2 separate regions of the Rattus norvegicus genome follow, and region 1 is linked to region 2. The links are chromatin contacts, called in public Hi-C maps. All regions are on one chromosome and are shown on one strand. Each heading gives the region's core, a stretch centred on a gene start, on an enhancer-like site or on the middle of the called end of the contact. The rest is flanking DNA. Distances are from core to core; before and after follow the strand shown.

Region 1 (2,700 bases), core at 101-2,600, 150 kb after region 2:
GGCATGTAAGACTCGCCAGAACTTATTACGTGATCCACTTGCGGAACCCTTCAGGGGTGCCTCAGTTTACCAATCTGTAAGGGCCTTGTGGAAGGAAGTCTTGAAAGGAGATACCACGGTGGGCAGCAGAGGTGTTCAGACTGATAGGAATGAGGTCTGTCTGAGGGAGCGAAGGCCCCTTTAACATTTCCTTGCCTGGCAAGGGAAAGATAATGCCCATCGTCTCCGTCTTGTCTCTTACTTGAAATCTGCTACCCCCACGTGCATGTTAGGCTAGGTGTGGAGAGAGCAGGCTCCGTCCCTAGGAAGGAGAACTTGGCAGAAGGTGTGTCTTGCAGACTGAGATATCGGAGAGGGAGGGTAGAATAGCAGACGGGAGGAAGCTTGTGTTGGCAGAGGACTGGGCCAGGTATCTGTCTGTGCAGCATCCCAAACACCTCCTGGAGACTCCTGCCATGTGTGGTCCCAACCAAGGTTGTCTCCCAGTAGACACGATATTAACCATCCCCGGAGCCTAGCACACGGTAGATGCTTCCTGTCTGCTCGTGGTACCAGGGGTTGAGGCAGCAGGGCCTGCATGTGTGCAGGCTGATTGATGGCCTCCGGCTGCCAGATAGGAAGAGAACACAACTCCGGACATCTCACCAAAGCCCTCTGGGACCCGGGGAGCTGTTCAACTCAGGCAGGAGGCTGGAGACTTTCCGCACAGCTGGATACCTCATTGCCAGGCCCCAATATCCATTCCTGATGTCAGTTTTGGAGAGACTCAGTTTCCCTGTCTTTCCCTTCTCTAAGGAGGATCCTGCCTGCAGCCCATGAAGGGGAGACAGGAGCTGACAGTGCGGTGCAGCGTGGACTCCCTGCTTTTCACTCTGTATAGAGCACTGCTCAGGGCAGAGAAAAAGGCTGCCACTGGCTTTTCTGGTGAGCCGAGGACAGCTGGGCTGGTGCTGTCCCTTATAGATCCCTCCTGGTTAGATTGGTTTTCTTTCTTGGTACCCTCCACCCCTCCTCCATTTCTTGACCAACATCTTCCCTATCTCATGCCACAAACTCCAAGCTGGGACTCTTTAAACCCTAAGTTGGAACTGGCTGTGCTTGGGTGGCCTGCCATTCGCCGTCTCCTAGTTTTTAAATCCCAGGAAGTCTCAGAAGAAAAGCAGAGCTGGGACAGCAGCCTTTCATGGCCCTGCACATCACGTCCTTACTGAACGAGACACAGGGGTGACAATCCCACAAGCAGGTTGAAGGCAAGAGGACCTGGGCTCTCCAGCTCTTTCCTTCTTCTAAGCCCATACTCTGGAGAAAGTTCACTGTCTGCTGATGGCCCTGGGACACAGAGGGGAAGGAGGTGACCTTCGGGAGGAAGTTGGGCTGGGCCTGGCTGGATTCTTCCTCAAGAGAGGGTACGGGCAGCAGGGTTGCTTAGGAATTGGTTTTTACGTTCAGCATGGGAAAACCTGATCCCATGTCAGGGCCAGTGGAGACTAAACCCTGATCAACCCACCAGGGTGCTGGGTGGAGAGTGGGAAGTGACAGAGACCAGGGGCAGTGACAGAGAGGATTAGGGTGGGACCCCAAGGGTGGAATACTGACTGGCCTTCTAGATGTAAAAGCAGCTGGGAAAGCTAGTGACACACATCTCTGGGAGGCAAAGAGGCACAGGCAGGTGGATCTCTGAGGGTTCAAGGTCAGCTTGGTCTACAGAGTAAGTTCTAGGGCAGCTGGGCGACACAGGGAAACCCTGTCTTGAAAATGGGAAAGGAGGTGTTGGGTGCTGGGGAAGCCTGGCTTCCAGAAGGCTGCCCGTGCATCAGAGAGTTAACTGGAGGTGGTAGTGTCATTGTGAGAGGGAGATGACTGCATCTCAGGGACACCAGAAGCTCTGTGTCCACCCAGGGAGTGTACAACTGGACAAGAGCTGGGGGTGATTCTTCTGCACCCTGCTCTGAGAGCCGCAGCTGGGTGGGGGAAGGGGTAGGTACAGGGAAGTGGTTCTGGCCAGGATGGAGGTTTGGACATGTGCCAGGCTGCTTCCTTCCTGGACGGAGGTGACAGGCTGAGGTGACCAAGGCTGAGGGTGAGAGAAGAAGGAAAGAAGGAGCTATGGAAACCTCCATGGCTGTAGTGGCTTTCCCTTGTAAAACCAGCACTTGAGTGGCTGACCCTGAGGACCGTACATAGCAGGTCAACCTGGGCTCTGTATTGAGACAGACCCTGTGACAGCCTGGGAAGTGTGTATGGGCCTGTGGGGTGAGAGGGTCTGGGTCAGTCCAGGCTCAGGCTGGAATAGCCCAGGGACTTGGATGTTAATAACCAAGCCCAGGATGAGGACAAGAGCGGAGCCTGGAGGAGGGACAGTGGAGGGAGGAGGAGTCAAGAAGAAGGAGAATGGAGCATGGAGGAGGAGAGAGAGGAGCCTTGGGGCAGGAGATGGAGGGGTAAGTAAGCTTCCAACTGTCCTCAGAGCTAGCTCTAGACCTCCTGGGTCTCTCTCACTTGGACCCCGGGGATGTGGTGCGAAGGACAGTGTGACGTCCCCTCTCTCCTACCTTCTCCAGGGCCCGTAGTGATGTTAGCTTCAATCTCAGGCCCGTAGGTGAAGGTCTTGGCTTTGATTCGGAAACGATAGGTCATGCCCTCGGCCAGATCCTTCACTTTTAGCCACAGTGGACTGTTCCCCTTCACGTCCACTGTCAC
Region 2 (2,700 bases), core at 170-2,669:
GGAAAGTTCCTGCCAGACAAGAGAAGCGCTTTCCAAACACAGAAGACAAATTCTCAGACTCAGAAGCAAAACAACCAACAGAGAGCCTGCAGAGGGAGATGATAGAAAAGACTGCATCTTACAGCTGCGCCACCAGGGGGCGCGCCGAACGGGGAAACTCTTACACTTAGGCAGTATCTAGAGCCTAGTGGCTTATGAGTTCTGAGATAACCCCTTTCCCCGAGGTAAATAAAATTCCCTGGGCTTTTGTTGCGCAAAGAGCAGGAACTCTTGTTTCTAGAATGTCGTAAGTAAAACCCTTATTTAGATATCAATCTATTGCTGTGACATTTGCCTCAAAGTAGTGACAGTGGTGAATGGATGAGAAAATCCAGAGGCCGTGTATGGTACACGCAATACTGTTTTGTCTGTGTTAACGTAAGTATGAATTCTTCAACAGCAAACTTTTCAAGAAATGAAGGGTCCTGAACGGACTTGTTAACAGCAAGCCAGGATGCTCAGGTTTTCTTACTGGGTCAGTCTTAGGATGTCCAAACCTCAGGCGTCATGGACTCGCCATCAGACTCCAATCCAGGAGGGCTGTAACAGGGAAACTCATTTTATGACTAAATAGTATTTAAATAAAATAGAAGACCCAGGCAGCTAAGCCTTGGAACCACAACTGTCACTCAGATCTCCAGCTGGCGAGTCCAGATGGTCAGGAAAGAGTCCTGAGACCCAGGCCTGGTTGATGTGATGGCCTATCGAAGGCAGAAGGGCACGCAAGACCGACAACAACACGACCATAGGTGCATCTTTACCATAATGAACACCCCCCCCCCCGAAGCTCTTCTCTCCCCAGAAAAGGGTTTGGGTGCGACATAAGAGGCTCCGGGTCATTTGTTTGACCGTCAAGTACCAGTGCGGCTCTGCAACCTTAACTACTTCACTTCTCCAAGGAAACAAGTGCTCAGGGTAGGCGAGATGGCACAGCAGGCAAAGGCAATTGCCACCAAATGCGACAAAATCCCATCTAAAAATTCTATACTGAGACCCACGTGGCAGGAGTGAGCCTCCTGAAACTTGTGACCTCCGCGCGTGTCTGTTTCTGTCACACGCGCGCGCGCGCGCGCGCGCACACACACCCTACACTGGCTGAGATTGGGGAAGAGGAGGGAAGGGAGGAGCAGAGGGAAGGGAAGAGAGAGGAAGGGAGGTTGTAATAGTACAAAAAAAAAAAACAAAAAAAAAAAAAACAAAAACAAAAACCAGAAAACAAAAAAACCAAGCTCTCAAGAGCAGCACTGCCACCGAGGATCAGTCCCTGGGACCACCGAGGCTCCCGACCTGGCGGAAGTACTTCCTCCCCCATCCATGATGGCGGGAGGGCGGGGCGGGGTTGGCAGGCGGAAGCGGCCGGCGGATCCCTGGTTTAGCACCATGGCGGCGGCTACCGCCTCCTCCGCGCTGAAGCGGCTGGATTTGCGCGATCCCAACGCACTCTTTGAGACTCATGGAGCGGAGGAAATCCGCGGGCTGGAGCGCCAGGTTCGAGCCGAGATCGAGCACAAGAAGGAGGAGCTGCGGCAGATGGTGGGCGAGCGGTACCGCGACCTAATCGAGGCGGCGGACACCATTGGCCAGATGCGCCGCTGCGCGGAGGGGCTGGTGGACGCCGTGCAGGCCACCGATCAATACTGTGCCCGCCTCCGCCAGGCTGGCTCCGCGGCGTCCCGGGTCCCACGGGCCCCGCAGGTCAGTCCGGGATCCGAACCCGCCACGTCCCACCGCCCCCGCTGCCCGGCGGACCCCACCCCTCACCTTCCGCCGGAGGAGCCCGCCCCTCACGCCGCTGTGTGCTTCTGGGAGGCGTCTGCGGCCCTTCCTCGGGACGCTGGTCCGCTGCCGAAAAGTCAGCCGGCCTTTTGCTCCAGGATCCTTCCCGGATTTCCGGACGATTCCCTCGCCTCCTGTGGGTTCCCTGCGCTCTCCTTCCCTTTCAACTGAAAACGCCAGGGGTCTCTCGACAGTCACTCACTCCTTCCTGTCAAAGTCATTCATTCTTTACCCAACCCTGCTCCCGAGCCTGGAGAATTGGGGGAGGGTAGCCTCAGCCGTCAGGCCCTCCCCCTTTTAATAGGTGAACAGTTTCATTTTAGGCAAGGAAGGCTGGTTTAGAATATTCAGGCCATCCTGACGCCCTTCCCTGAAAGATTAAAGACCAGATGCAGAATGATGAGGTGGGAAGCTCATCCTAACGTAGGGTGTTGTCCTAGGGATGAGCAGAGGACACAGGAGGGTGAATAGTTTTAACCTAGAAGAACTTACTGTAACAGCAGAAGAAATTGCAAAAGCACACTAACTAACCCTCATGTGGCACTAGCTTTCTCGTGCTCCCTGAGTGTCAAAAAACCCAAGCAAAAGGACTAGGGCAGTATAATGAAAGTGGCCGAAGAAGGTTGGAACTATATCGGCCTAATCTATACATTAAATACAGTTCCCTTCTCAAACGGACAGACTTAGCTGGCTAACTTTCAGCTGTGTAGGCCTGGTTTTAGAAATGTATTGATTTTCATAGTTATGGCTGATGCATTTCTGGGGGAACACCCTCTCCGCTCAAATCAAACAGGAGCCTCCCAATCTTTTCTTGACGTTTGCATTCTAATTAAATAAATCCATGGGAAGTTGAATTTTAATATGAATAATTTAGAATGGCAGCAG

What was found. Hi-C and Micro-C count contacts between places; a contact is called where the count stands out from the background.
Region 1: a Hi-C map of liver shows a contact between it and region 2, with 4 times the contacts expected there. The contact joins the enhancer-like site here to the promoter of Cog1 in region 2. A contact is called at or near these places in 11 of 12 Hi-C or Micro-C datasets (the A7r5 cell line, the Rat2 cell line, Schwann cells and 6 more) and 1 of 1 datasets of contacts at active chromatin or transcription factors (oligodendrocytes).

What each region holds. Positions count from the first base shown.
Region 1 is chr10:99,347,746-99,350,445 of GRCr8, forward strand. Sdk2 (sidekick cell adhesion molecule 2) reads right to left here. Exons shown (of 44, transcript NM_001413325.1): 38 at 2,553-2,700. LOC102547853 (a long non-coding RNA gene) reads left to right here. Exons shown (of 4, transcript XR_005490530.2): 1 at 1-2,441. Among named protein-coding and RNA genes, the nearest start is that of Cdc42ep4, 53 kb to the left of the region's middle. Within about 2 kb of position 1,351, at least 21 of the 93 cell types and tissues checked have an H3K27ac peak or open chromatin away from gene starts, as enhancers often do. A contact at or near this core is called in liver, where this site is marked.
Region 2 is chr10:99,193,423-99,196,122 of GRCr8, forward strand. It overlaps Cog1 (component of oligomeric golgi complex 1), which reads left to right and starts at 1,420. Exons shown (of 14, transcript NM_001107062.2): 1 at 1,420-1,734. The coding sequence starts at 1,420. It also overlaps a transcript of Slc39a11 not described here.